Regions from separate parts of the Mus musculus genome. Here all the other regions are linked to region 4. A link is a contact called in public HiChIP or PLAC-seq and promoter capture Hi-C data. All regions are on one chromosome and are shown on one strand. The core of a region is the stretch at or near the end of the contact, and the rest is flanking DNA. Distances in the headings are between cores, read along the strand shown.

What was found. Promoter capture Hi-C pulls out the DNA fragments that hold promoters and counts their contacts. HiChIP or PLAC-seq counts read pairs in DNA pulled down with a chosen protein or histone mark. Capture Hi-C pulls out chosen DNA fragments and counts their contacts.
Region 1: a contact with region 4 is called in a promoter capture Hi-C map of adipose tissue. The contact joins the promoter of Kpna6 here to the promoter of Spocd1 in region 4. A contact is called at or near these places in 7 of 39 promoter capture datasets (the C10 cell line, cranial neural crest, embryonic stem cells and 3 more), 3 of 484 Hi-C or Micro-C datasets (bone marrow-derived macrophages, cerebral cortex and embryonic stem cells), 19 of 115 datasets of contacts at active chromatin or transcription factors (the 230-238 cell line, CD4 T cells, T-cell acute lymphoblastic leukemia and 11 more) and 4 of 9 other capture datasets (adipose tissue, embryonic stem cells, liver and 1 more).
Region 2: a contact with region 4 is called in a promoter capture Hi-C map of pre-B cells, with 2.8 times the contacts expected there. The contact joins the promoter of Fam167b here to the promoter of Spocd1 in region 4. A contact is called at or near these places in 4 of 39 promoter capture datasets (fetal liver, hematopoietic stem and progenitor cells, liver and 1 more) and 1 of 484 Hi-C or Micro-C datasets (uterus).
Region 3: an H3K4me3 HiChIP or PLAC-seq map of pro-B cells shows a contact between it and region 4, with 4 times the contacts expected there. The contact joins the promoter of Tmem234 here to the promoter of Spocd1 in region 4. A contact is called at or near these places in 1 of 39 promoter capture datasets (neural stem cells), 1 of 484 Hi-C or Micro-C datasets (CD8 T cells) and 2 of 115 datasets of contacts at active chromatin or transcription factors (pancreatic cancer cells and pro-B cells).

What each region holds. Positions count from the first base shown.
Region 1 is chr4:129,667,237-129,674,940 of GRCm38.p6, reverse strand. Kpna6 (karyopherin (importin) alpha 6) reads left to right here and starts at 2,174. Exons shown (of 14, transcript NM_008468.4): 1 at 2,174-2,264. The coding sequence starts at 2,261.
Region 2 is chr4:129,572,325-129,579,889 of GRCm38.p6, reverse strand. It overlaps Fam167b (family with sequence similarity 167, member B), which reads left to right and starts at 1,310. Exons shown (of 2, transcript NM_182783.2): 1 at 1,310-1,772; 2 at 2,595-3,075. The coding sequence starts at 1,515. The coding sequence ends at 2,825. Lck (lymphocyte protein tyrosine kinase) reads left to right here and starts at 6,249. Exons shown (of 13, transcript NM_001162433.1): 1 at 6,249-6,375.
Region 3 is chr4:129,594,417-129,601,985 of GRCm38.p6, reverse strand. It overlaps Tmem234 (transmembrane protein 234), which reads right to left and starts at 1,306. Exons shown (of 5, transcript NM_029748.3): 1 at 1,255-1,306; 2 at 852-1,003. The coding sequence starts at 1,270. Eif3i (eukaryotic translation initiation factor 3, subunit I) reads left to right here and starts at 1,338. Exons shown (of 11, transcript NM_018799.2): 1 at 1,338-1,392; 2 at 1,485-1,577; 3 at 2,944-3,031; 4 at 5,047-5,112; 5 at 6,573-6,722; 6 at 6,800-6,927. The coding sequence starts at 1,390.
Region 4 is chr4:129,926,996-129,934,085 of GRCm38.p6, reverse strand. It overlaps Spocd1 (SPOC domain-containing protein 1), which reads right to left and starts at 5,319. Exons shown (of 15, transcript XM_017320505.1): 1 at 5,288-5,319; 2 at 3,883-4,837. The coding sequence starts at 5,289.

The sequences.
Region 1 (7,704 bases), core at 925-3,424, 260 kb after region 4:
TTACCTTTCTGTTGATTTTTGTATTGGTCTTTTTCATATTTGTTTCCTTTCCAGAGCTCAGGACTAAATCCAGGGCCTTGTGTTATTTATTATATGTAAGTTATTATATGTAAGTTTAGCTGTCTTCAGACACACCAGAAGAGGGCATCAGATCTCACTTCTTTTTTTTTAAAGATTTATTTATTTATTATATGTAAGTACAGTGTAGCTGTCTTCAGACACACCAGAAGAGGGAGTCAGATCTCGTTACAGATGGTTTTGAGCCACCATGTGGTTGCTAGGATTTGAACTCCAGACCTTTGGAAGAGCAGTTGGGTGCTCTTACCCACTGAGCCATCTCACCAGCCCCAGATCTCATTTCTGATGAGAAATGCTAGTTTGTTTGCTTATTTATTTTGTGTGTGTAGTACATTTGGTTAATAGCACATGAGCAAAGATAGCATGCAATTTCAGAAGTTGGAGATCTCTGTACACCAGGGATTCCAAGGCACTTTCTCTTTTCTTCTTTTTCTTTTTGTTGTTTTTTGTTGTTTCTTGGGGGGAGGGTTGGTTTTGTTTTTGTTTTGTTTTTTCGAGACAAGGTTTCTCTGTGTAGCCCTGGCTGTCCTGGAACTCACTCTGTAGACCAGGCTGGCCTTGAACTCAGAAATCCGCCTGCCTCTGCTCTGCCCGGCTGCCACAAGCACTTTCAACTATTGGGCCATCTCTGGTCCTTTCTGTGGTTTGTTTGTTTTTTAAGAATTTATTTATTATATGTAAGTACATTGTAGCTTTAGACACCAGAAGAGAGCATCATATGTTACTACGGATGGTTGTGAGCCACCATGTGGTTGCTGGGATTTGAACTCAGGACCTCTTGAAGAGTAGTTAGTGCTCTTACCCCCTGAGCCATCTCACCAGCCCCGCTGTCTCTGGTTTTAAAGACAGATGGGGCAGAACGATTTTGGAGATAAGTGAGATAAGGAGGTTGATTATTGTGATAACAGTATTCCTTTTCCTCAAGTCATAGAATTTGACTTTTGAGTTGTTTCACTTTATCGGCCAGGCATTTGGTTAGAATTGGCAAGATTGGACGTAACCCCGGCTCTGTGTGTTGATGTGGAAGACTGGAATGCTATCATGCAAAATAAGGAGGTTAATAAGCATCAGCCCCAAATTCCTTGATTCAAAAGGCACGTGCTTCAAGGTCCTCATCACTAAAAAAGGGAGCTCATTGACCTGTTATTTATTTGTTTGCTTGTTTATTTGTTCATTTATTCATTCAATAGCTATAAGTCAGACACTGGAAGGTGGTGGTCATACTAGTCAGCAATATAGAACTGACCCTGTCATTAAAAGGTTACTGGGCTCTGCCCCTACCCCACCACACCCTTTTGCTGGAGAAACAAACTCCCTCTAGTGTGATAGCGCACACCTGTAACCTCAGCAGAGGGGAGGTGGAAGAAGGAGAATCTAGAGTTCAAGTCTAGGATATCTGAAACCCTGCCTCCCGTAAACAAACAACTGGTCTGGGAGCCTTTTACCTCAGCACTTGGGAGGCAGATAGGTGGATCGCTGTGAGTTTGAAGTCTTTCTGATTTATAAAGGTCCAGGCCAGCCAGAGATACATAGTAAAGATCCTGTCTCAAATGAACAAAAACAATATTCAAACCCCAGCTTAATCTCCACTCCTTTTCCTTATCTCCGGAGCCTTGAACGAATCACTTCCTCTCTCAAAATAATTATTTAGTTCAGGGTCTATACAGGCTTAATTATGAAGAATTTTTGGGAAAGAAGGTCTCGCCATAAAGAAGAAATAAAAACAGAAAGAGATTGGATCTCCAGGTCCAATCGTTCTGCCCCTTCTGCCTTTAAAACCACAGACAGCAAGGACCAGAGAGATGGCCCAGTGGTTTAAAGTGCTTGTGGCAACCGGGCGGTGGTGGCGCACGCCTTTAATTCCAGCACTTGGGAGACAGAAGCAGAGGCAGAGAGTTTGACACACTTTGTTTTGTACATATTCCTTCTAGTCTCCCTCCAGCCTCGGCTGTCTATTCCATCCCTAATTGCCATCTTTAGTGGCTGCGTTCTCTTTAAGCCCGCCCCTATCCTGATATCCCTTGGAGGGAAGGGGGCGTGAGGGTTAAGAACGCGTTTTAGCACGGTATAAAACGTTTGTCCCCGTCAGGCCGCCGTCCTGCAGGTCCGCCATATTGTCTGCCGAGGCTACCGCTGAAGCTACCGCTGCGGCCGCCGCCAAGTCCGAGCGAGCGGAGCCGCGATGGGTGAGTGAAGCGGCTCAGGAGATGGGTGTTCGGGCCGAGGTGTCGGGGAGCGGGGTCTGGCGAGGGCCTGTCTCTCGTCCGAAGCAGATGTCGGAAGCATCCAGAGAGGCATGGGAGGAGAAGGCAGATCGGGAGCGCCCCTCGGGCCAGTTTAGGGCTGGCGTAGGGCCGCCCGCACGGGGAGCAGCCCTGGGGGCTTGTTCCGCACTGCTAGCGTCCTGGGCTGTCCCCACGTGGTGGCCTCGGGTCAGAGCTCGCGCTTCCCGGGGTAAGCAGAGCCCTGCCCTCTCGCCCTGCGCCTGCCGTGGATCCGGGGGCCGGGCTCCGGGCTCCAGCAGCAGGCCTGGCCGCGGAGAGCCTGCTTCCTCGGGCTTTTGGACGCCGGGCTTCTGAACCAAGTGAAGTCCTAGCTGCCTACGTAGAGGGTAGAGTCCTCTGGAGAGGAGACCCAGGGCAGGCCAGCTCCGGCCCGGTAACCAAGGGCCGGCCGGGTCCAGCAGAGCTTGGGCCTTTGAAGGCCAGGAAAATGTCCCAGTCGGCGCAGGAATGGGGTGGTTCGGCTAGACTCAGTGACAGCCTTCGCAGTGGTAGAGAGACCAAAGCCAAGACTTCTTGGCACAGACAGGTCAGGGACTTACTGTTTCTGGGCCAACTCTGGTTAGGAGAAAAAGAGAGACCTGTTGATCTTTTTTAAAGAGCATTCCGGATACGAAAGCCGTTGCTCAAAAGAATACGATGATGGTCTTCGAATTCAGAAGTGAAACCAGTATTGGTAATTTGTTGGCATCAGTAAAGTGAAAAACTTTAAATTTGCCAATCTGTACGTGCAGACGTTATTGTCAGTGCTTAACGTGTCTTGTTTAACCTAATTGCAATCTAGTGGGATAGGTGCTGCTGTTATTCCTGTTTTGCAGATGGGGAAACTGAGGCTTAGAGTGGTAAAGTAACTTATCCAAGGTCACGCGGTGATTAAACCAGGGTGATCACTCCAGAGCCCTAGGAATTAACTGGTGCCTTTTATGGGCTGGCCCTCTAGTGGTGGGATGAGAGAGAGGGGGGACAGTTTTAACCCTGCGTAAAGTTGGGAAGTTGTGTTTTGATATGGGTCCAGTTTGAAATCTTTAGTCTGAATGAAAGTGGAAAAGTTTAGAGTGAATTGCTGACCTCCGCCTATTGTAAAGAGTAGTGCATTTCTAAAGTTTGCTATAATCTCTAATTCTGAGGAAACAGAAAAGACTTTCTCTGCCAGTGATTTCAGAATCAGATCTGGCCTGCCACTTCCCACCTCTCATCCAGTTTTCAAACAAAACTGTGCATAGAGAAGGCGTCTAACACACTGCAACAAGCCCTACGTTCCTCCATTTCTGAGCCTTCACATCTCTAGGAAGGGAGTATGTGTAACCTAGCAAGAACTCTGCAAACAATGTAACAGCATTCTTCCCACCCTGAATACAGCGAGCGGTTCTTTTCCCTAAAGCACTCTACACTTCCAGATCCTCTGGAAAGTATAGATTGATTCTGGGAGGTAACTGGAGCCCTAGAGGGAAAGGCATCGTCTGTGAGACGTTTTTTTAGAGATTGAGAAACAGGCTTGAAGGAGCTAACATAGCTGATGAGAGTCAGCCAGGAACGACATTCTTTCACATTTTACTTCACAGCAGCCTCTAAGATTTAAGGCATTAGATGGGTGGTGGCGCACGCCTTTAATCCCAGCACTTGGGGAGCAGAGGCAGGCGGATTTCTGAGTTTGAGGCCAGCCTGGTCTACAGAGTGAGTTCCAGGACAGCCAGGGCAACACAGAGAAACCCTGTGTCAAAAAACCAAAACAAGCAAACAAAAAAGTTCTTCAGTGCAAGAATGAGACATGAAAGAATTTTTAGTATGTAGAGGTAGGTGACTTTTCAGCTAACTTCAGTGACCAGTCTAATATAAGGATATATTTAATCACAGTGTGTAGTCCTCGGTAGTTTGAGGAATCCCTTTAGCAACAGTAAATTGATGCTTTGAGAAGATAGGTAACTAGTGCAAGGCTAGCAATCTAGGCCCGTTGGGTACTGGTTATAATAGAGCCAGCCTTCCCTCCCAGAGGCCCGTGTATGTCACTGCCTCTCCTGTGTTCCCTTCCAGGACCTATCCTTTATACTGTTTGCCTGTGTTGGCCATGCAACTTTTTTTTTTTTTGGTTTTTCGAGACAGGGTTTCTGTGTAGCCCTGGCTGTCCTGGAACTCACTCTGTAGACCAGGCTAGCCTCGAACTCAGAAATCCACCTGCCTCTGCCTCCCAAGTGCTGGGATTAAAGGTGTGTGCCACCACTGCCCGGGTGATGCAACTATTCTTGACCATCTCTAGCAAAGACCTCGACCTGATGAATTCTAGTGGGTACTGGCTGTCTTAACAAAATTTCCACTATCTCTCCAAATCCAGGGAGTCTTGGTTAGTGAAACTTCAAACCAGTCCTTGTTGTAATCCATTGTCCTAGGCAATGTTGATTTTAGGCTACTTAGATCTAGATCTGAAGGTTCTGGAGCTTCTGGAAGAGTTATTTATTTATTATTTATAAAGTTTTATTTTATGTGTATATATGAGTACACTGTAGCTGTCTTCAGACACACCAGAAGAGGGCATCAGATCCTATTACAGATGGTTGTGAGCCCCCATGTGGTTGCTGGGAATTGAACTCAGGACCTCTGGAAGAGCAGTTGGTGCTCTTAACCACTGAGCCATCTCTCTAGCCCTTTTGTTTTCTTGTTGTTGTTTTTTAGTTGTCTGGGTATTGAACCCAGGCAAAATCATAGAATGGTCTTGAATAGTCATGTACCATATAACAACTTTTCTGTGAAGAGTACATTGCGGTTATGATGAAATGCATAGGATTATAAAGCCGGAACTTGTCTAGAGAACGTGTAGCTGAAGAAGCTCTTAGTGTGGTTTGTTGTTGTTGTTCTTGTTGTTTTTTTTTAGACAGGGTTTCTCTGTGTAGCCCTGGCTGTCCTGAAACTCACGCTGTAGACCAGGCTGGCCTCGAACTCAGAAATCTGCCTGCCTCTGCCTCCATACACTTAATAAATTGAACTGGAGATATGCTTAGTGGTTAAGACACCAGTTGCTCTTTAAACTGGGGTTTGATTCACAACTGTAACTGCAGACCTAGGGTGTCTGACACCTTTAATCCCAGGACTCAGAGGCACAGGCAGGTGGATCTCTGAGTTCAAGGCCAGCCTGGTCTACAGAGTGAGTTTCATTCTGGACAGCTAAGACTACAAAGAGAAACGCTGTCTTGAAAAAGAAACAAGAAGCCTTTTTTAAAAACTGAGTGTTTTGCCTGTGTGTACATGTGTGCACACTGTGTGGCTGATGCCTGCAGAGGCCAGCAGGGGACTCCAGATCCCCCAGACCTGAAGTCTGGATAGTTCTAAGCAGCAATGTAAGTATTTGGAAGTAAACCCAGGTCTTTTTCAGAGTTATTCTAAACCACTAAGCCATCTCTGCAACAGCTACAAGGTTTATTTGTTTTATGTACATGTAAGAATGCTTGGATATATGTCTATGTAGCACATGTGTGCTTGCTGTCCACGGAAGCCTGAAGAAGGTATCAGATCCTCTGGAATTGGAGCTGAGATAGTTGTTGGGAACTGAACTAGCTGCTTTGCAAATGCTATAAGCACTGAACTATCTCTCCAGCTGAAAAAGTCAGAAAAAATATCATTTTTCTTCTCTCTCTCTCTCCCTCTCCCTCTCCCTCTCCCTCCCCCCCCCCCCAGATGTCTTGGGCTTTTTAGAAGCAGGACCTTACTCTATAGCACCAGTGACCTGGAACTTTCTACCTCAGCTTCCTCTGAGCTAGAATTACAGGCAGGCTCCACCACACTTGGCTGAAAAACTACAACATTTTTGGGACTAAAGAGAAGGCTCAGGGGCTTAACTGAGTGCTGACTGCTCTTCCGAAGGTCCCGAGTTCAAATCCCAGCAACCACATGGTGGCTCACACCCATCCCTAATGAAATTTGATGCCCTCTTATAGAGTGTCTGAAGACAGCTACAGTGTACTAACATATAATAAATAAATAAAGCTTTAAAAAAAGAGAGAGAGACGGGGCTGGTGAGATGGCTCAGTGGGTAAGAGCACCTGGCTGCTCTTCCGAAGGTCCTGAGTTCAAATCCCAGCAACCACATGGTGGCTCACAACCACCCGTAATCTGATGCCCCCTCTTCAGGTGCATCTGAAGACAGCTACAGTGTACTTACATATAATAAATAAATTAATTAAAAACAAACAAACAAACAAACTAGGTTTAAAAAAAAGAGAGAGAAGGCTCAGTAGTTAAGAGCATTTATTACTGTACAGGATCTAAGTTCAGTTCCCAGCGCCCACATCAAGCAGTTACAGCAGCCTGTAACTACATTACATCTGCAGGCATCTGTGATCACACACACATGCACGTATAGGTACAGACGTATACAAATAAAAACGTTTTAGAGGTTTTGTTTTGTTTGTTTGTTTGTTTGTTTTAGATTTATTTATTTATTATATGTAAGTACACTGTAGCTGTCTGCAGACACTTCAGAAGAGGGCATCAGATCTCATTACAGATGGTTGTGAGCCACCATGTGGTTGCTGGGATTTGAACTCCGGACCTTTGGAAGAGCAGTCGGGTGCTCTTACCCACTGAGCCATCTCACCAGCTCCATTGATTTTTTTAAAAAAAGGTTTATTTATTTATTATATATAAGTACACTGTAGCTGTCTCAGACACACCAGAAGAGGGCATCCATCAGATCCCATTACAGATGGTTGTGAGCCACCATGTGATTGCTGGGATTTGAACTGAGGACCTCTGGAAGAACAATCAGTGCTCTTAACCGCTGAGCCATCTCTCCAGCCCCATTTTTTTTGTTTTTTTTGTTTTTTGTTTTTTTTAGTTTTATTTTCAGTCTGAAGAGATGGCTCTGGCTGTGGTTAAGAGCACTTGTTTCTGCAGAGGACCCAGATTCAACTCACAGCCACCCATAATTTTAGTTCCAGTGGATCCAACACCGTCTTCTGACCCCCAAGGGCACCAGGCATATATGTAGTTCCCTTACATGCAGGCAAAATACTCATGCACATAAAAATAAAAGATGTTTTTAAAATTATTTTTCTTATATGTATGTTTCTGTGTGGATATGTGCCTGTGATTGCAGATAACCTGTAGAGATCAGAGAAGAGCCCCTGGAACTGGAGGTACAGGCTTTGTGAGCCACCAAGTTTGCACAGATCCGGGGAGTCAGATAGGGATCTTCTATACGAGCAGCAAGTGCTCTTAACGACCCAGCAGTCTCTACAGCCCCAGAGAAGAAAAAGTTGTAAGTTTAGGGGCAGTGTTGGTTACCTGTGGAGAGAGCAACAGTGATACCCTGCTCACTATTAGTTCTCCTGAAGTGACTTAGCACTGCACTCCA
Region 2 (7,565 bases), core at 61-2,560, 350 kb after region 4:
TCCCCTGTGAGTCAAGGAGCACTGGAGAGAATGCAAACTCCACTTGGGCTGCCACTGCTCCTCTGCTGGCTCTATTTCTCTTCTCCTTCTCTCCTCCTCCCCCTCCCCCTCCCCCTCTCCCTCCTCTCCCTCCTCCCCCTTCTCCTCTTCCTCCTCTTCTCCTTCTTTCTTTTCTTTTTTTTTTTTTAAGACAGGATTTCTCTGCATAGCCCTGGCTGTCCTGGAACTCACTTTGTAGACCAGGCTGGCCTTGAACTCAGAAATCCACCTGCCTCAGCCTCCTTTAGTGCTGGGACTAAAGGCGTGTGCCACCACGCCTGGCTTTCAATTTTTTATTAGATATTTTCTTCATTTACATTTCAAATGCTATCCTGAAAGTCCCCTATCCCCCCCCCCCGCTCTTCTCCTTCTTCCTCTCTCTCTCTCTCCCTCTCTCTCTCTCTCTCTCTCTCTTTCCCTACCCCTCCACTCTCTCCCTAATTGCTGGTGCAAACCCTAACCCTTGAGCACACTAGGAAAGGTTTTACTACTGAGCGGAATCCCAGCCCTGCTCTTGTTGCTGAGAGCAATACAGAGGTTTAGAGACACCTGAGAAACATCTGGGTGGTGGTGGCACACACCTTTAATCTCAGCACTCAGGAAGCAGAGGCAGGCGGATCTCTGTGAGTTTGAAGCCAGCTTGGCCCACAGAGCAAGTTCCAAGCCAGCCAAAGCTACAAAGAGAAACCTTCTCTCAAAAAAAGAAAACAGAAAAGAAAAGAGGAGAGAGGAAGAGAAAGAGGCAGAGGCAAATTTCTGTTGAAGCTTATCCTGGTCTACATAGGTCTACATAGTAAGCCTGCACATTGTTCTAGGCCGGCCATCATTAGAGATGAGATGAACTCCTTCAGTCAGAGCTTTTTCAGTGATTGCCAACAGAACCTAAGGGCCGTTGGAGTAAGACTTGGTGTCACCGACCTGTCACAACAGAGGCTCAAGAAGTGACTGAGCTACCTAAAGTCCCCTCAAAGTAGCACCAGGGCCCAGGGCTCCTGACTCCCAGGCTAGGCAGCTGGACCCTATTGCCTTGCAGAAGGGCTAGCTCTGTAAAGAGGAAAGAGCACCAGCCAGTCAGCTGTCTCTTCCCCTTGACTCCTCTGACTTGGGTCTTGGGAGGAGGGCCAAGCCGGCTGTGGACGATGCTTTTCTTATCCTGCTGCAACTTCCTTTCTGGGAACCAGGAACCTGAATCTGGGCAAAGACAATAAAATTCATCTGAAGGGCTCCTCCTGCCCCCACCCGGATGGGCATCACGTGGCCCCTAGTTAGCAAACCAGGAAAATTCCATCTCTTGCACACTTAGCCTCACATACCCATCTGCTCACTCAGCCTGGCACACTTAGCGTCCCTCACCCACCTTCTCAATTCAGCACACACTCTTGGCACATTCTTTTCAACCTCATCTTCTTTCACTTCTCACACGGCCAAATAGCCAGCCTTTCCCTTACTGTCCCGTTGGTCACCACAGACCTACCATGTCCCTAGGGCCGCTGAAATTCCAGGCAGTGGGAGAGAAGGGTGAGGAGGATGAGGAAGAGAGCTTAGATTCTCTGAAGGCCCTGACTGCCAAGCTTCAACTGCAGACCCGACGGCCCTCATACCTCGAGTGGACTGCCAGAGTCCAGAGCCGGGCTTGGTACAGAGCCCAAGCTAGACCTGAGCCAGTCGGACCCGGGGCCATCTGTGGCTTTGACTCCATGGATTCTGCGCTTGAGTGGCTCAGACGGGAGCTGGTGAGTCTGGTGGGTTAGATGGACTTGCATGGGGTCTTTGAGCCAGTCCCTCTAAAGGCCCAAATCTGTGAGGTTGGAAGGAGATGAGAACAAACCAATGTCCACAGTAGTTCCTCAGTGCTGTGCCCTAGGACAACGGAACCAGGAATTCAGTTGCTCGCTATCTTATTTGCAGAGCCAAATCTGGAGAAGTAGACCGTAGAGCACAGGTTCTCAATCTGTGGGTCTCGACCCCTTTGGGCATCCAAAAGCACTTTTAGACAGGTTGCATATCAGATATCCAGTATATCAGATATTTATATTTAAAATTATTTAAAAGTCGTAGCAGTGGCAAGATTACGGTTACAAAGTAGCAATGAAAATAATTTTATGCTTGGGAGTCATCACAGCATGAGGAAATGAGCTGTATTAACGGGTCCCAGCATTAGGAAGGCTGAGAACCACTGCCCTAAAGAGAAGAGACAGTCAAGTAAAAAGCAGAAACCGACCCTGCTGTCAGTTATAATCTGAGGAGGGCAGAGTTGAATATTAGCTGTCAGCCCACCATGTGCAAACATAAGGATGTCCAGTTCAGCTCAACGGGTCATCACAGTTAATTTGTGATGGCGTACCAGACGTCTATATTTGCATACTAACGGTTCCTTGGCTTGGCTTGAGAATCACCCATCCGGAAAAAGATCTGCGAGACCGAGGCGGATGAAGTTAGGTGAGAAGGGGATTGCGAGCTGGACTATGCAAAGAGTATTCCCAGAAATGGACCGGCGGCTGGGCTGGTGAGCCCGGAGGCTAATCTAGCAAATTTACGCCCCCTTTTGGTCACAGCAGGAGATGCGGGCTCAGGACCGGCAGCTGGCAGGGCAGCTGCTCAGGCTGCGGGCCCGGCTGCACAGACTGAAAGTGGACCAAGTCTGTCACCTGCACCAGGAGCTTCTGGATGAGGCTGAGCTGGAGATGGAGTTAGAGTCTGGGACTGGCTTGCCTCTGGCCCCACCGCTGCGGCATCTGGGACTCACGCGCATGAACATCAGTGCCAGACGCTTCACCCTCTGCTGACAGCAGACTTGGGTGTCTCTTGCAGTATCTGGGGAGAAAGAAGGAAGGAAGAGGGACCCCGGAGGCTCTGGCTACCTGCTGGGGAAGGTGGGCACACTTAGGTTTCCAAAAGCTGAATTTAGAGAGCACAGGATGGAGGGGAGGAGGAGAGGAAACTCGGGCCCCAAATGTCTTAATAAAAAATGCATTGAATCCCATCAAGGTTTCTGTAGACTGTCACAGAGCCTAAATAAATGTTGTTGTATATTCATCCTGTGTCACTGGGACTTTAGGGATTCCACAACAGGAGACAAGATGGCACCAGGTGTCCCCAACAGCTCCCGATCTATTTCTCTAACTTTATCAAATTCAAAAGTGAGAAAAATTTAAATGAAGATGAAGATTCATTGTGTTTTTTGATTGTGTGTGTGACCAGAGAGGCCAGAAAAGGATTAGCTGAGCTGGAGGCACAAGCTGTTGTAAGCTGCCTGTTGTGGATGCTGCCTACGGAACTCAGGTCCTCTGTGAGCAGCAACGGGCTTTTTTTCTCCAGCCCCCAAACTTAAAATCTTCTGCCATTCTCATGACAGGTGGTCTAGGTAAATTGAAGACTTGGAGAAAGCAGAAAGTGGTAGTTCTGTGTCATCTCTGCTATTTATTTATTTTTTTCTTTTTCTGTTTTTCTTTTTTTTCTTTTCTTTTTCTCTTTTTCCCTGATGCAGGGTCTCACTAGGTAGCTCCGACTGTCCTGAAGCCCATACTGGCCTTGAACTCACAGAGATTCACTTGCCTCCGGAGTGCTGGGGTTAAAGGTGTGCACCACTCTGCCCGGCTTCCCCTATTTAACTCTATTAGACACATAGTGGGAAAATCAGGCCACTATGAGACAGATCTCTATGATCTTGACGCCAGTCTGCTCTACAGAGCGAGTTCTAGGTCAGTAAGGACCACCTAGAAAGAGACCCTGTCTCCAAAAATCCAAAAATAAGCAAACAAACAAATTAAGAAAAAAACCCAGGGCCTGGTGAGATGGCTCAGTGGGTAAGAGCACCCGACTGCTCTTCCGAAGGTCAGGAGTTCAAATCCCAGCAACCACATGGTGGCTCACAACCATCTCGTAACGAGATCTGACTCCCTCTTCTGGAGTGTCTGAGGACAGCTACAGTGTACTTACATATAATAAATAAATAAATAAATAAATAAATAAATAAATAAATAAATAAATAAATAAATAAATGAAAAAAAAAAAAGAAAAAAGAAAAAAACCCAGCTAGTTGCTAATTCTTGCTCCACGGGCAGCTAGATATGCATTACTTTAGAACACACACTTTAGAATTCATGCACTGCTTGTCAGCACCGTGCCCCCCAGGCGGGTGCTGAAGCTGAGGTGAGCTGTAAAATGCTAAGGTTTCTAAGTGAGGACAGCAGGGCGGTATATCAGGTCTGGAGACACATCTGCCGGCTCTGTCATTCTCAGGGTTGGGTTGTTTTTTTTTTTTTCCTTCTGTGTGACTCTCAGCCTTTGTTTCTGTGTTTCTCTCTTTGTCTGACTTTCCAACTCAGACTTCCTCCCCCCCCCCCCCCCCGCCATTTCCTGTTCCCCCTTCCCTCTGCAGCTGAGGTGCACACAGCTTCAGCTCCTACCTCACAAACCCCAACAATGCTCTGTGGGCTCCCCTCCCCCTGCCTGCTCACTCAGCGTAGCTCAAGAGGTGACACATTTACACTTTCTTTCCAGTGAGGTCAGGACCCATTCTTGGCCCTGATAGGGGCCATTTGGGGTTCCTCACATCACTGGTGGCCTGGCCCTCTGCCTGTGAGGGACACAATCCTCATTTTTGCCTGCTGGCAGCTTGTTGTGGAGTTCTTAAACTCCTGCTGATGTCAGAATGTCTCTGCCCGCCACAGATACCTGTGCAGTATGCTTGCTCGGTCCTCTACCGGAGGCAACTCGTGGTTATGGCTATGCGCTCCATTAGGGGTGTGGCCTTGCCTCTACTTGAATTACCATTCTGCTGTGCTGTCCTGTCCCCTGCCTGTTATTCTATCTATCTATCTATCTATCTATCTATCTATCTATCTATCTATCTATCTATTATCTATCTACTATCTATCTATATCTACTATCTATCTATCTATCGATCTATCTATCTATCTATCTATCTATCTTCTATCTGTCTCTATCATCTATGTATCTATCTATGTATCTCTGTATGTATCTATGTTTGTATGTATCTATCTACCTATGTATCTATGTATCTATCTATGTATCTATGTATCTATCTCTATCATCTATGTATCTATGTATCTCTGTATGCATATATGTGTGTATGTATGTATGTGTGTATGTATGTATGTGTGTATGTGTGTATGTATGTATGTATGTGTGTATCTACCTATCTATCCATCTACCTATCATCTATCTATCTATCTATCTATCTATCTATCTATCTATCTATCTATCTATCTATCGAAACAGGGTCTCTTTATGTAGCTCTGGCTGTCCTGGAACTTACTGCATAAGTTAGTCTGGCCTGAAACTTGCAGAGATCTGCCAGCCTCTGCCTCCGGAATGCTGGGATTAAAGCCTTATGCCACCATGCCCCAGCCTGTCACTAGGGCCTTAAGACATGAGGTTTTCTTGTCTTCCTCCTGAAACAGACTGTCAACAGTCGATCCTTAGGCACAGGATGACATGGATACGGCTCTGCCAGTGAATGTGGCTGCTGTTTTTACTATAGTACATATAACCTTGTCACCAACTATCTAACAGAGATAGATGCTGTCCAGGTTCAACTCTGAACAAGAGATGCCTTTGGCTGTCCGGCTAAATTAAAGGCCACCCAGTTCTTACATAGCACGGCTGGAGTTGAGTGCAGCGCCATTTCCTTCCCTGTGAGCTAAACTGTAGCTGCTGTGTTCTGCTCACGGGGGCAAAGGCTCTCTTCTCTTACCCAGGAGTATCTTGGAGGGTAGGAGGAGTGCTCCATCAAACAGCCTTCCCCACCATGTTTAGTGACCTTCAAGGGGAGGAAGAGGCAAGTGAATCTCTGTGAGTTCAAGGCAACATAGCAAATTCCATAACAGTCAGGGCAACACGGTGAGTCCCTGCGTTAAAAAAAAATCCTCTCATTGGTTGATGACGACGACGACGATGATGATGATGATTGGACTTGAGGGGTCTAGGCTGGTCTGGAACTCTGTATGTAGCCATTCCTGTCTTCACCTCCAGAACGCTGGGAATATGGACCTATGCCATCACACACAGCCTTCCTCCCTAAGTGCCTCCCTCAGTATGAGTAGAAGCTGGCCTAGAGATGTATGGGACCCAAGAGGCTGAGGGGGTCTAGGTCTATGGCAGCAGGAAGCCTGAGGTGCTGGAGGCTTGTGGTTGGGTTGCTGGGGCTGGGTTGGCTGCAGAGCCCTCAGGAGACAGGAAGTCAGGGTGGAACGTGGGCGCGAGGAGACAGGTGGTGACTACGACGGCGAGGGGAGCTGACACCGGGTCCAGGCAGCCAAGCCAGGCTAGGAGCATCATGTGAATAGGCCAGAAGGCTCCCAGGCTGGGCAGGTAAGGGGTACTGGGAACAACAGTGTAGAAGGGGGCAATGGTGGGAACCAGACAGCAGAACACTGCGTCTGTGGAGGCCTAGGCTCCTTAGGTGTACAGAAACCTTTCAGAAATGCCTTCCTGGAGGTTGTCTGAGCTGGTGGCTCTTGCCTCTGCCATCTGCTGTCCATCATTTCCCACCTTAGGAGGAGCACACTCCTGGGAGAGCCAGCACATGATGTCAAGTGTTAAGAAGGCCACCAGCAGCCACCTGTCCAGTTCCTTGAGCTCAGAGGATGAGGTTTCTGAGGTCCAAAGGTGGCTGTGACCCTGTCTTAACCCATACCTCCTCACGATGGTCCGCGGCAAAGCAGGACCTTGCGTGGGGGTGTAGGCTTGACCTGGGCTCCTTCTATGCCTGTGGCACACAGGGTGATGAGATGGACCGTCCTGAGGGCAGGGCCCCAGGAATCAGTCCCCAGGTCCCTAAGGCAGACCCAAGTGGCAGAAACAGATGAAAGAGTAACCCATGGGATCCAGGTGGACATATGAGAATCGACGGCAGCCTTAGCAACCAGCATCCTGAAACACAGAGGAGTCAGTAAGGAAGCAGATAGATATGTGTAGGGCGTTTATCCAGAATGGATGTGTGTTCCCCGGGGAAGTTGGTAGTGAACGAGATGGGAGAAGGGAAGAGGAAAGACTATTTTTATCCTGAACTGGGTATAGCTGGAGCAGGGCAAGAACTTCTGAACTTCCCTCTGGAAAGTCACCGCTCCTGTCCTGCCAAGTGTCAGGACAGGATGTTCTTGCCTTTGCCCTTGTCCCCATCCTGTCTTAACTCAGCTGTATTTGTGTGTTCATGTCGGCCTTCATGATTCTTCCTTCAGACCCTAAAGGATAGAGGCCCAGAATCTTGTCACCAGCCACCACCCATTCGTTCAGTCAAACTCTAAACTCTGGAGGACGGTCTCTTCCTCCACTGACTGTCCAGGTTTCCCTTGCCTCACCGTAGATGTTTATGTCACAGATTTTCCATCTTGTCAGCATATGCTGGCCTCTTCCAAGACCTTGCCTCCTTACAGGGGCAGGAAACACACTGGCTCTTCCGGTGTTTCATCTGTCCTTGAACTGCAGTCCTCTAGGCTGGCCCTGTGCTGACTGGGAGAGGAATCCAACAGGGTTGCTTGTTCTTGGAGCTCAGGATGGTG
Region 3 (7,569 bases), core at 57-2,556, 330 kb after region 4:
GTCAGACCCCTTGCCAGTTGTTACCCAGTTCGAGAGTCCCTGTTCTGGCTTGCACCTTCCCACGGGGGTTGGCATGGTTACAAATGCTCAGGGACCGCTCATGTGTTTGAAGACCCCTTAGAGCAAACAGAGAAACGCATTCAATGTACTCTATTGCCTTAAATGCCCTCTCCCTCGTCATGGCCAGTTCCCATCGTCCCTGCTGGTATAAGGCCTTGAGTGACAGTGTTACCCCTTCTAAGTAGCCCACTCCATGTCCTCCAGCTTCATCTCTCTGTACAGAATTCACACAGTACTATAAATATAGTACCTCTCTCCTTCCCCCTAACCCTCAGAGTAGGGCATATCTAGCTAGCTTACATAGGCAGCCATGGGCAGTTCTCGATAGCTTTCCTTATGTTCTACCCCAGGGCAAGTTGAGCCGAAAGAAAGCTCAACTTGGTGATGATGACCTTAAGAGTAGTCCTGGAGCCTGGCAGTGGTGGCGCCTTTAATCCCAGCACTCAGGAGTCAGATGCAGGCTGATCTCTGAATTCGAGGCTAGTGAGTTCAGGGTAGCCAGGGATACACAGAGAAACCCTGTCTCCAAAAACAAACAATAAGCAAAAATAGTCATTGATTGAACATGTACCCTGTACTAGGCCCAATGCTAAGTGTTTTATGTGTCTTACTTGAGTTCTTATATCAGCCCTATACAAGGGTTATCATTAAATTTTCCATTTTTTTGACGAAACAGACTCACAGAGGATAAATGACTCTTCCAGGAACTTCTAGTGAGTAAGAGATGGGCTGGGAATACGGCCGACCTATGGTGAAATTTTCAGGGGCTCGTCCGTGAGAGCTAGACGCACCTCAGTATTCCCGAAGAGAGCCTTTATCTCCTGCAACAGCTGCCAGGCCCACGTCCGCTCACGCACTTGCTCCAGGCCGGAGGAGGCTCGCTTCAGCAGCGGCTGCGTGCCACCCCACAGTGCGGCCACCAGCACCAGAGCAAGCACCTGCCCTGAAAGCAAAGGGTCAGAAAGTCACCCGGGTCCTCCTCCGGCCTCCTGCACCCTGCTGCCCGGCTCCATCTCCCTCCCTCCCTCTTCCCGCCGGGCTGTGATCGGTCGGGAGGACCCGCCCAGAGGGCGGCCGAAGTGAGACCAGGGTGCGTGGCTCAGCATTCCTGAGGCTCGGGGATGCCAGGAGACTGAGAACAGAGCTCCCGAGCCAGAGTCGGAGCCCGCGGAGGTGGGGGGCCCGGCTACCCACCCCAGGACGCCGCCATGAAAACGCCAGGCCCTTCTACTTCCGGGAGCGAGAGGGCGGAGCCCCCGCATCCGGAAGTCGTCCCTAGTCTTTTTCCGGTCCCACTCACATTGCCTCTCTCCTCGCGTCACCGCCAGGATGGTGAGTTCCAGGCGCGGCGTGCTGCCGTCGGGGGGCCTCAGTAGGCATGGGACGGGGTTCCCGGCACTGACACCCCGGTTCTGTCCCCACAGAAACCCATCCTGCTGCAGGGCCATGAGCGGTCCATCACGCAGATCAAGTATAACCGCGAAGGAGACCTTCTCTTCACCGTGGCCAAAGACCCTGTGAGCGACTGCGTGAGGGCGGGCGGCCGGGGGTCCGGGGCGGGGGGCCCGGAGGGGGCGAGTTCGCGCCGCCCGGACTGCGGGTGGACAAGGTTTACTGCCTGCGGGAGGGAAATTTTTCTGATAAGTAGGGAAAACCAACCCCATACCGCGGTAGGTTGGCGACAGCATTCCGCCAGGGAAATCTGGAAGGGAAGGGTACCTAGCCAGGGAGAAGAGAATCAGGAGACTGGAAGGGAGCCCAGGGACAGGACAGGACAGAATCAAGTGGTCTGTTCAATCCCACTTTGTTTCCTTTGGGGATTGTCTTTTGAGGCATTTGCATTGGAGGCAATAAACTGATAGTTAACAGTGGAGAGTTAAGTCGGAGCTTGAGATCTGAGCCCTAACTCCTGCTCCTACTAAGCAGTGTGACTTTGAACATGACATTTACCTTTTCTATAAACCACAGTTTTCCCTTTTAATAAAACATGGAGACTTTAATTAGCTCCCTCAGCAGAGTGAGGTCATTTCTGTAAATCGTTTTGCACTGTACCCGATGCATGTAAGTCACTTATTTTAAGTTTCATAGACATGGTTTCATTGGAGCTTCACAGCTGCCCTTTGAAGAAAGCTGTTGACAAGAGTGGGGTATCTGTCCATGGTGGCCAGCACACCTCTCCATCCTCCTGCCTCAGCCTCCTGGTCTTGGGAATACAAGTGTGTGCTACCACACACAGCCCCTCCCAGTCATTTTTTTTTTTTAATGTATGTGTGTGTAATGATTTTGTTTATTTTATGTGTATGGGTGCTTTGCTGCATTGTATGTCTACATAGCATGTGAGTGCCTGGTGCCTGTGAAGGCCAGAAGAGGATATCAAATCTCCTGGAACTGCAGATACAGATTGTTGTAAGCCATCATGTGGGTGTTGGGAATCAAACCCAAGTCATCTGGAGGAGCAGCCAGTGCTCTTTAAGCTCTGAGCCTTCTCTTCAGCTCTCCTAGCCATTTAAAGGAAGGGAGCTCTGTATTTAAGATCACACAGTGAGCTAGTGACAAAGCAGTGGAGCCCATACATCCTTACTGTCATCCGGAGTCAATTGAACAGGACCCGAAAGGTTTTTTTTCACACTGCAACTCAGGTTGGCCTTTACCTCTTCTGACTCCAGACAAAAGCACATGAGGATGCTATTGGAGGCCTGGCTCTTCTACAGCTTATGTTAGGAAAGGAGGAGAACCCAGGAGCTGGGCGGTCCTATCAGCTCTTCACTGGTAAATGAGCAGAAGGCAAACCTGGCTTGGCTAGAGCCTGCAGAGGGTTTGTAGTGCAAGCTAAGCTATTGATTATTTTGGGATGTGACCATCCTATCATTTTACTCTTTCCAGATCGTCAACGTGTGGTACTCTGTCAATGGGGAGAGGCTAGGCACCTACATGGGCCACACTGGAGCTGTGTGGTGCGTGGATGCTGACTGTATCCTTTTGGCCATGGGTTAGCCAGCCTTGGAGATACTGGCTTTGGCATGTTGTGGCGGTCTAGAGAATAACACTCCCTACTCCCAGCTACTTCATCCTGTGGGAAACTAGGACAGGTTCAAGTTTGGGAATTCAGAGGTCAGGGCACTCTGAGGTAAAAGTGAGAAAGTCTCTTTGGGACTGACCTGGGAGATGCTCTGATGGCTTCCAAGAAGATATGGACTAGGTGGACTATGTATTCTTATTTGTATATATGTGCGTGGTGAATCTGTGTGCACAGGAGTAGGGACAAATGGAGGCATCAGGTCTTAAGTTGTTCTTCAACCTTTTTTTTTTTTTTTAATCTTTTTTATCATTTTTCTTTTCCCTAAAGATTAGGGGTTTTGGTTTTGGTGTTTTTTGGTTTTTGGGTTTTTTTTTTTTTTTTTTTTTTGTTTGTTTTTCAAGACAGGGTTTCTCTTTATAGCCCTGGCTGTCCTGGACTGTCACTCTGTAGACCAGGCTGGTCTCTGCCTCCTGAGTGCTGGGATTAGAGGCATGCGCCACTACTGCCCAGCTTAAAGATTGGTTTTATTTGTATGGGTGTTTTGCTGCATATGTGTCTGTGTACCTTGTGTGTACTTTGCTAGCCATTTTCCTTTAAATGACAGAAGGCCGCAGATCCCTTAGGACAGGAGTTATAAATGGTTGCGAGCTACTATGTGGGTGCTAGGAACCTAACTGGGTCTTCTGGAAGAGCAGCCATTGCTCTAACGACTGAGCCATCTCTCCAGCTTTGTTTGTTTGTTTGTTTGTTTGTTTAGGGGTTTTTGGTTTGGTTTTTGGTTTTCTTTTTTTTTCTTTTTAAATTTTTTTAAGGTTTATTTATTTTATATGTGTGAGTACACAGTAACTATCTTCAGACACACCAGAAGAGGACATCAGATCCCATTACAGATGGTTGTGAGCCACCATGTGGTTGCTAGGATTTGAACTCAGGACCTCTGGAAGAACAGTCAGTGCTCTTAACTACTGAGCCATCTCTCCAGCCCCTGTTTTTTGGTTTTCAAGACATTGTCTCACTATGGTAGCGTTGGCTGTCTTGGAACTCTCTGCAGACCAGGTAGGCCTTAAGAGATCCACCTGGCTGGGCGTGGTGACGCATGCCTTTGATCCCAGCACTCGGGAGGCAGAGGCAGGCAGATTTCTGAGTTCGAGGCCAGCCTGGTCTACAAAGTAAGTTCCAGAACAGCCAGGGCTATACAGAGAAACCCTGTCTTGAAAAACCAACACCCACCCCCCCACACACACCAAAAAAAAAAAAAAAAAAAAAGAGATCCACCTGTCTCTGCTTCCCAAGCGTAGGATCAAAGACATACATCAACACCGCCTGGTTCTAACTTGTTGTTGTTTTTTTGTTTTTTATTTTTATTTATTATCTGTAAGTACACTGTTGCTGTCTTCAGACACCCCAGAAGAGGGCATCTGATCTCATTTCGGATGGTTGTGAGCCACCATGTGGTTGCTGGGATTTGAACTCAGGACCTTTGGAAGAACAGTCCTTGCTCTTAACCCCTGAGCCATCTCTCCAGCCCCCTACAACTTGTTCTTTGAGACAAAAACAAAACAACTTTTCACTGAGTCTGTAGCTCCCTGATTGGCTAGACTTGGCCAGCCAGTCACTGAATTTCCTGTCTTCATCTCTCAACACTGGAATTACAGCCACACCAGAGTCTCTATGTGGGTGTCGGCGATCTGGACTGAGGTCCTCAGATTTGCACACAGACCATTTTACCCATTGGACTGTCTCCCCAGCCCTAGTCATTCTGTGTCTAGGAGTGATTTGCCTGGTATGTGTAGGTGTGCCTAGTGCCTTTGGAAGCCACAAGTGGCCATTGGATCCCCCTGGAACTGGAGTTGGGAACCACCATGTAGGGGCTGGGATTCTAACCCAAGTCCCCTAGAAGAGCAGCCAGTGCTCTAACCACTGAGCGTCTCTCCAGCCCTAGTCATGTTTCTTAACACCTTCCCCAGGGGACACCAAGCATGTCCTTACTGGCTCAGCTGACAACAGCTGTCGTCTCTGGGACTGTGAAACAGGTAAGCCTGGGCCACTCACTTTCTTAGCAAAAGTCCCTGTCTAGGCAAATGTATTCTAGAGAACTAGAGATAAGTTCACAGATGGTCTCCAGTCTAGAGAGTAAGAATCAACAAACAGAACAGCAAGGAACTTAACTGGGGGAAAGAGGCCATGGTAAAAAGATAAAAAGCCATGTTCAAGGAAGGCCAGAAGGGGCAGTGGACGTCCTGGAGTGGAGATGAGTTGCCTTTCTCAAGGTGAATGTCCCTTGAGCTGGAGCTTACCTGGGCAACAAAGAGCAGGGATGAAAGCAAGTAGTGTCCAGGAGCTAGGACAAGCTGGGTAACGGCACACACCTCATCCCAGCACTAGAGAGGCCAAGGCAGGAAGATCTACACAGAGAAACCCTCCCTGAAAATCCAAAAAATATATGTATAAAATAAAAGCAAAAACCACCAACTAAGTTTTTATTAATTAGAATTAAGTTATTTTAAGATTTGTATATTTTATGTATATGGATGTCTTGTCTGCGTGTACATGAGCAAATCAGAAGAGGGCTTTGGCTCCCATAGGACCACAGTTATAGACAGCTGGAAGCTGCCTGTGGGGGCTGGGAATGGAATGCAGGACGTCCAGCAGAGCAGCCAGCGCTGTGAGCTGCTACACTGTCTCTCCAGCACAAGGTCTCTTTTTTTTTTTCTTTAATTTTACATGTATATGTGTGTTTAGCCTACATGTGGATCTTGTGTACAATGTATGTATAGTGCCCATGGCGTCAGATCTGACTGGAGTTACAGAAAGCGGTGAGCCACCTGTGGGTGCAGCAGATTAAATCTGCATCCTCCGTAAGAACAGCCTATGTTCTTAGTCACTGAGCCATCTCTCCAGTCGAGGCTTAAGATTTTTGTTTTGTGTTTTTGTTATTTATTTGTTTATTTATTTATTTATTTAGAGACAGGGTTTCTCTGTGTAGCTCTGGCCTGGAACTCACTCTGTAGACCAGGCTGGCCTCGAACTCAGAAAACCGCCTGCCTCTGTCTCCCAAGTGCTGGGACTAAAGTTGTGGGATACCAGTACCCATCTGGGAGTAAGTTCTTAAGAGCGACCTTGCTTAGTTAAACTTGGCACACTGAGGAGTTTGATGAAGAGGGAAAAGCAGGGGCTGGTGTGTTTGAGCAGGACCTGAGCAGAGGAGTGGACAGAAGGGGAGGGTCTTATGTCTGTTTCTGTTCTGGGACACTCGGGAGGCATGGAGTCTGAGGGGAGACTTAGCGTGGAACCCACTGTGCTTAGAGCCTCATTAGCAGGACTCGTGGGGAAGCAAGCACTCCTGGAAGGGCTGGGAGAACAGCCAGAGAGTGGCAGCGGGCAGGAGAGCGCTGACCTGCAGTCACCAGAGAAGGAACACTGTGAGACTGAGCGTGACTGGTCCGCCCTGTGATAGCATTAGACCAGAGTGACCCAGACTGTGCCTCTCCAGGGAAGCAGCTGGCCCTACTCAAGACCAACTCAGCTGTCCGGACCTGCGGCTTTGACTTTGGGGGCAACATCATCATGTTCTCCACAGACAAGCAGATGGGGTATCAGTGCTTCGTGAGCTTCTTTGATCTGCGGGATCCAAGCCAGATCGGTGAGGACCGAACTGAGGGGCTGAGGTGGCGGGTGTGGTTTCAGATCCCAGGGCCTGACCTCTCCTGCTCGGCACAGACAGCAACGAGCCCTACATGAAGATCCCCTGTAATGATTCCAAGATCACCAGTGCCGTCTGGGGCCCCCTCGGGGAGTGCGTCATCGCAGGCCACGAGAGCGGAGAGCTCAACCAGTATAGCGCCAAGGTAAGGGGCCACGTGACGGGGGCAGATGACACTGAGGACACGTAGTAGGGATCACAGAGAAGCATTTTCCTGCCACTAGAGAGTGCTGAGTCCTATGGGAGGTTCTAGGAAAACAGTTAGATACCAGCTTTTAGAGTCAGGATGGGTTGATGCCACAGTAGAGATTTCAGCTAGATCCAGAGTGTGCTCTGTCACAAAGGAGGTGCTGTATACACGGAGAAGTGAGTACAGCTTCCGGGGCTTAGAGACGATGGCTCAGTGATGGACAGCATGGCTACTCTTGCAGAAGAACTAGGTTCCAGCACTCTTATGGCAGCTCCAGCTGTCCTTAATTCCGGTTCCAGGGCTTTCATCCCTTCTGATTTCTTTAGTACCAGGCATGCACGTGGCAGACACGTTTACACACGTGTATATGCACACACAATACAAAAACACACATGGAGGCAAAATATGTATAACACATACAAATGGATAAACCTTTTAAAAAAAAGTTTCCGGGCTGGTGGGATGGCTCAGTGTGTAAGAGCACCCGACTGCTCTTCCGAAGGTCCGGAGTTCAAATCCCAGCAACCACATGGTGGCTCACAACCATCTGTAACGAAATCTGACTCCCTCTTCTGGAGTGTCTGAAGACAGCTACAG
Region 4 (7,090 bases), core at 4,070-6,569:
CAAGCATGGAGCTAAATGGTAAATGTGTCACCACGGTGACTCCTCACCACCCTCCCCCCCCCAAGGTATTATTAACACCCTCGTGACATCCCGGAAGGTGAAGGCACTTGCTTGGGTCATCAGGCAAAGTGAGGCTGAGTGGCAGCTCTCAGAACCCTCCAGTGGCTGGAAACGAGGAAAGGAAGTCCTTGCTCATTCTCTCATCAACGTGCCCACGGCCGTGACAAAGACAGCTAGACACGGCTCTGACGCAGGGTCGGGAAAGGCAGAACTTCTGCCGAACCATGTGTGCCAACCTGGAAAGACCTTCAAATGGTACAGAGCCCAAAAGGCGAAGCAGCCCCACACCATGCTGCGCAGTCTGACAACCTATTCACACACGAAAAGGCCAATGGCAGACGTTCACGTACAGAATCTCATGAAAGGAACCTGAAGGGCACAGGCTCACACCGGTGTTCCTTCCCAATGAACGGCAGTCTCAAAGGCATCCACGGGGCTTCTTACTCTACCAAAAAAGTATGCATTTGTGTGTGTGTGTGTGTGTGTGTGTGTGTGAGAGAGAGAGAGAGAGAGAGAGAGAGAGAGAGAGAGAGAGAGAGAGAGAGAGAGAGAGCATCCATGCAGGTGCAGAGGAGGGGGCAAAATGTCACCCTCTATCACCTCCACCTTATTTTCTGAGACAACAAGGTCTCTCACTGAATCTGGAGGTAGGCTGACAGGCTGCCGCCAGCGAGCCCCGGTGAGCCTCCTGTCTCCATCCCCCACAGTACTCAGGAGACACAGGCATCCTGGTCCATGCTCAGTTTCTTATTCGGGCATCTCGCTTTTGCAGGACCCCTCTCACCCGCTGAGCCATTTCTCCAGCTCTGGGTTCTGAAGTGGCAATATCTAGCTTCTTTGGAAAGTTAGTTGTGTCAAATGATGTTTTGCTGGGGCACACAGGTGAAAGAATGTCTTGCTAAAGCAGACATGTGAACGGATGTTTTCCTGAAGCAGACACAGGGGAAAGGACGCTGGAGGCAGGAGTATAACTATGACCCCACAGACAGTGGGAGACGAGCACTGAGCATTGGCTTGGTTTGTTCTGCCTCCCTATGCACTATGCATCTCTAGGCAGCCATTGAGAGAAGCTTGCCCAAGAACTGCTCATGAGGTTCCTGCAAACCCCCCCCCCCAGCCTCACTGAGGCCAGTTGGGGAGCCTAACGGTTCCTCAGGATTGAGCGACAACTGCTGGTTCATGCCTGGTGTCGGCCTGCGGAGAGAACTGGTCTGTAGCTGCCAGTTCGTGTGTGCTGTCTGCCTGTCTAGAGGACTGGTCTGCAGCTGCTGAGTCGTATTTGGTGTTTGCTACAGGACTGAACTGCTGCTGCCAAAGAAGATGGAGCTTGCTCCCCCAAAGAACTACTGCTGAACAGGTCAACTTCCCCACCAACACTACCCAGTGGTGAAGCCAGAGCTTTGTACATAGTAGAATAAGCACCCTGCCAACTGAGCCAAGTCTCAGCCTAACTGGGACATATTTTAAATATCAGAAGGCAAAATAAAATAGGATACAATTATGCCAGTTTGGGGTAAGACGAGATGAGTGTAGGAAAAAGATTCGTGATAGGCCTGTTCTGAACTCAGGTCGTGCTGGGGGCTGCCGAGTGCAGGGTTTGCAGCTCATCCTCCTTAGCGGCTTTCTTGTTGTTGTTTTGGTTTGGGTTTTTTTTTTTTGTTTATTTGTTTATTTTGTTTGTTTATTGAGATGTGTAACCCTGGATATCCTGGAATTCACTCTGTAGACCAGGCTGGCCTCGAACTCACCAGAGATCTGCCTGCCTCTACCTCCAGAGTGCCGGGATTAAAGGCGTGCGCCACCACCCCTGGCTCCTCTTTATTTTCTAAGACAAATTAAAATTCTTTTGAAATGAAAGATGACTAGTTGGGGGACTGGAGAGATGGCTCAAAGACTAAGCATGTTTTTTGCTCTTCCAGAGAACCCAAGTTCGGTTCCCAGCACCCACTTCAAAGTTCACAACCACCTGTGACTCCAGCTCCAGGATGCAGCGCCCCCTTCTGGCTTACACCGACTCCTGCACTCACGGGCATACACTCCTACACAGACACACAGGCAAAGTGAATAATAAACAACAACGAAGCAGAGCAAGTGTTTTGAGTCAGGTGTAGTGACACATGCTTGCAATCTCACCATGCAGGAGTTGAAGGGTCGAGGGTCAGAAATTCAGACCAGACTTGGCTACATTGGAAGTTTGAGAATAGCCTGGACCTTGACCTACCATCTCGACAAAAGCCAAAATATAGATGCTTGCAAGAATAATATCACAGAGTTGGGATAAAATTATCCTACAAACAAGGATAAACACATAGGCAGCTCATTGCCTCCTGTCTCAGTGTTACTAATGAGCTCTTTGACCCTGACTGGTCATTTTATCTCTTGGAGCCTCTGTGACCAAATCAGTGCAATGGGTATATATCATCAGTGTTTACCTCAGAAGTTGTACAAAGATCTCAGATAACACACTCAGCACCTGGCATGTTGAACAAGCTTAGCCGATGACATTGAATGCGCAAGCACACAAGACAAACTTCCTGGGTTTGGTTCCCACTGTCACTTCCTTTTCTTTGCTTCATATAATTATATCAAAAGCATCTAGCACATAATACACGTTCAATAAATATAAAAGCAATCGGTTATATGGGAAAAATAAGTACTATCTTCCACCCCTGGCTTGTAGACATTAGATATGGTTATTAACAAAATTCATATCATAATTAAACAGACAACGAATGCAGAGAGAAACAGTGACAAGAGAGAACACGGAAGGATGGAAGCCCCGACTCCATCCCTGTGTGAACTTGGAGAGGTCTGTTAATTCCCCCGAGCCTCAGTTTCCCCATCTGGTAAAGTGGGCTAATTCTTGTCTTGAGGGACTATTACTAACACTATAAAAAAAGCAAACATCACTCAGGTGGCAGAGGCAGGCGGATTTCTGAGTTCGAGGCCAGCCTGGTCTACAAAGTGAGTTCCAGGACAGCCAGGGCTATACAGAGAAACCCTGTCTCGAAAAACCAAAAAAAAAAAAAAAAAAAGCAAACATAATGGAAGTGGAGTGACTTACCTCCCATCTTGAGCTAGACACTTTATTTTATGTCCTATCTCATTATCCCATTAAAGAGGGGTGTGTATATCCTTTTTATTTCAGACAGGGTCTCACCAGGTAGTCCTGGTTGGCCTGGAACTCACTTTGTAGACCAGGGTGACCGCAAATGCATAGAGACCTACCTTTGACCTGCTTCTGCCTCCAGAATGCTGGAATCAAAGGCATTTGCCATCTTACCCAGCTTATTATATATATTATTAATCTTATTGAATGAGAGAAAAGTTATTAAAGAATAGTGGGAGGCAATTCCTCCAGGAAGTAGGCTAGAGCAGGATTTGAACCCAGGACTTGCTGCCTCTAACAGATAATGGGCCCTCACAGGAACTCAGTAATGTCGTTTATTTTTTTCCTTTCCTGACTCTAGAATTTCAATGTATAGAATCTGGGAAGCTGGGCTTAGTAAGCCACACACCTGTAATCCCAGAGACTGAGAACCTGAAGCACTAGAGTCAAAAGTTCAAAGCTACTGTAGGCTACAGTGAGTTCAAAGCCAGCCTAGGCAACTTAGTGAGAACCCCATATCAAAATAAAAGGGGCTTGGGGGATGCGGTTTAGTCATAGAGTGTCTGTTTAGCGTGTGTGAGGCCCTGGGTTCAGTCCCCAACAAACCAAACAGAACAAGTCCGAGAGAAGACGCTCAATAAGAGACACTGGAGTTTACTTCTGTTAAGTGCCACACCCAGCCATCCTACCCTAAACTATCAGCTTCAACTTACCAGTCTGGGAAAATCCTTTTTACTGGCTCCCTCTGCGTGATCCTGGCTTGAGTCATCTGGACTTGTCCAAGGCCGCTTCTTCACATGTGTAGGTCTTCTCTGCTCTAGGGGTGCACCATCGAGCCCACCCAAGGGCTCTGGGGAGCTAGCACAGGAATTGGCTGGGGCAGAAAGTCCTTGTTCCAGCTCCATCCTGGACCCTGACTGGGCCTTGTCCTCTGGCCCCACCGGGTCAGGTGGAGTGCCAGGGCTGCCAACCACAAACGCGGGCTGTACTTCCTGCTGATCTGTAGAATCCTCAGTCAGCACCTCTGGGTACAGTGCTGGACTCTGAAGAGGCTCCTGGGTGACCAGACTAAGGGGCTCGCCTCCAAAGAGCCCTGGGAATTCAAAAAGGTGATCAAGGCTGTCTGGCGCAACCCCATCCTTAGAAAAGAGCATGTTTTCAACCTCGGTTTCTACAGCACATTCCACCCAACTTCCACCTGGCTCTCCAGGCTCAGTGTCCTTAGAAGAAAGAAGCCTTGGGGGACCTGCAAAGGCCTCTGGAGAAGCACACTCGGGAGGGTCCCCATCTGGTCTTTGACCAAACCTCAGGGAAAAACCTGACTTTTCCTCCTCCTGGGGACAGATTCCACACTTCCTGCATTTCCTTCGGAAAGGGGGCAGGACTGGAGATGGGGGCGGGCCCTTTGCACTGAGCCCCTCTTTGCTGAGTGTAGGATCCTCTGGGGAAACCATTCCTTCGACAGTGGTGGCTTGTCTAAAGCTGGGGCTGCTGGCCTCTTCCATTCCTGCTGGCCCCTCTGTACAGACCAGTACTCTATCTGGGAAGTCCAGTGATGTACCACAAAGACTTCTGGAGCTTCCAGTAGCCAAGAAGTCACACAGAGAGTCCTGGAACCTAGACAATGTCCTCTGTCCACCAGCCCTGGCTAAAAACTTGTCAACAGGCCTATGTGGAAAAGAGGGAGGTCTCAGGGAAAGCCTGACTGGGTAGTCCTCCCCGGCTTGCCAACTCACCTCCTAGACATGCTCCCTCCCCCGACCCCCACTCCTCGCACTAGTCTGCAGAAGGGAAGCTATCCAGATAGGGCCACTCCTCTGAGCTTCCCAAGAGCTTTTTTACCCTTTAAGCTTTCTGCTTAAATGAAAAAGGGTAAAAGTCACTACTTATCAGTGACACTGTGAAATGAGGTATCTCGCTTCACCCTAGCTGGTTCAGAGACTGCCCAAAAGCACACAGAGAGCAGAAAAGAGGAGATTCTCCCAGAAATGCAAAAGCCAGCTCCACACGGAGCAGAAATCTCAGCCCTATCTATACCCCACTCCTATAAACAGGACTCTGAATCAAGCCAGTCCCTGAACGCACTAGGACCTCCGACCTAAAGCTCCAACCGCTTACATCTGAGCTGCTACAGCTCCTTCTCCTTCTACTCCTGGGGGGCCGGGGGGGGGGGTTGAGGGAAGAAGCACGTGATGCGGAGAAGATGGTCCTGGATCCAAGGGGTGGGAGGCAGGACCTGGTGGTGCCCAGCAACGGCTCCCTAGGGGTGCTGGCGTTCTTGTCCAGCAGGAGGCGCTCGCTCCCTGCCGAGGGCTTCTGGGAGGAGGTGCCAATCATTCTGCCTCCACGCGACCGGGCGGGGTGCGGGGTGCGTGGGCAAAGGAATCGCAGACCCCCCGGATGCCGAAAGCTGCCTAAGATTGTAAACAGAGTGGAGGAGGTGTCTGAAACCCCTGGGGATTGTTAAACTCAAATCTGATTATTTTTCCTAATTAGATATTTTAATATTGTCTGGCATACAATATATCTAGACACACATGTGCCTTCTAGTCGAATAGAACGTCAAGAAATAGAAAAGTTTAAACTTCCTCTCATTTCTCAACCCTCTACTCTGTGGAACTTTGGGGTTTTTCTTTGTGGTCGATTTTGTTTGCCTGATTTCATAGCTATGGGTGACACTCCCATGCACATATCACTTGGCTCTTAAAATTTAAAAACCAAGTGATATGGCACTTAATAATCCATTAATCTATTAATTATTTATATTTATTGTTAATAGTATAATTAGTTGTTGATTATATATATTATAATTTATGATTAATTAGTTATTGATCCCACATGTGGTGACTTTATTTACTATTCTTTCCCCCCTCCACCCAGTTTTTAGTTTTTGAATATTTTTTAATTTTTAAAAATTGAATGTATTGGGCATGGTGGCCCATACCTTTAATCCCAGCACTCGGGAGGCAGAGGCAAGCGGATTTCTGAGTTCCAGGCCAGCCTCGTCTACAAAGTGAGTTCCAGAACAGCCAGGGCTATACAAGAGAAACCCTGTCTCAAAAAAAAAACGACAAATAAATAAATAAATAAATAAATAAATAAATAAATAAATAAATAGGAGGAGGAGGGAGAAGGAAGGGAAAGAGAGAGAGACAGAGAGAGAGAGAGAGAGAGAGAGAGAGAGAGAGAGAGAGAGAGAGAGAGAGAGAGAGAAGCAAAGTAAAATGTGAAGTCTGCCCAGCACCACCCTCTGCCTTTGAATTCAGAGGCCAGCCTGGGTGTATAAGACCCTGCCCCGAATTAAATAGATACAACAAATAAAATACCAGTTGCAAGGGATTCTGGGAAGCCACTTCCACCTCACCTCTTCCCAAGAGAGCAGGAAGGCACACTGGAATGGGAGAATGGAAGCAATATTTGAAAATATCTTTCATCTAATTAATATGTCAATTGCTTTCTCTCTCTTATGAATTTTGATTTGATTTGGCCTCATGAATCTCAGACTGGCCTAGAAATCAGTAAGTAACCAATGGGAGCCTTAATCTTCTCACTTCCAGGGTGCTGGGATCACAGGTGTGGACTACCACAGTGGTTTATGCCATGCTAGGGATGGAGCTAGGGTTTCGGGCATGGTGGGTAACCACTCTGCCCATTGAGCCACATCTCCAGGCCCTCAGTGGGTATTTTTAAATATCAGTCATGTGTTAAAAATACCCCATGTCCGTGGGGTATTTTTAAATCTCACATTACTATTGTGGATTTATGTGTCTAAATTCCTGCTTTAGATATTTCAAAACCACTTTTTAAGAAGCATTCGAAAAATACTTTTTTTTTTAAAGTATGGAACTCAAGGATAATGTTTGTCTTAAAAGCTTATTTATTTCAGCGTAATTTCCAGCTTGGGAAGAAATAAAGGTGCAA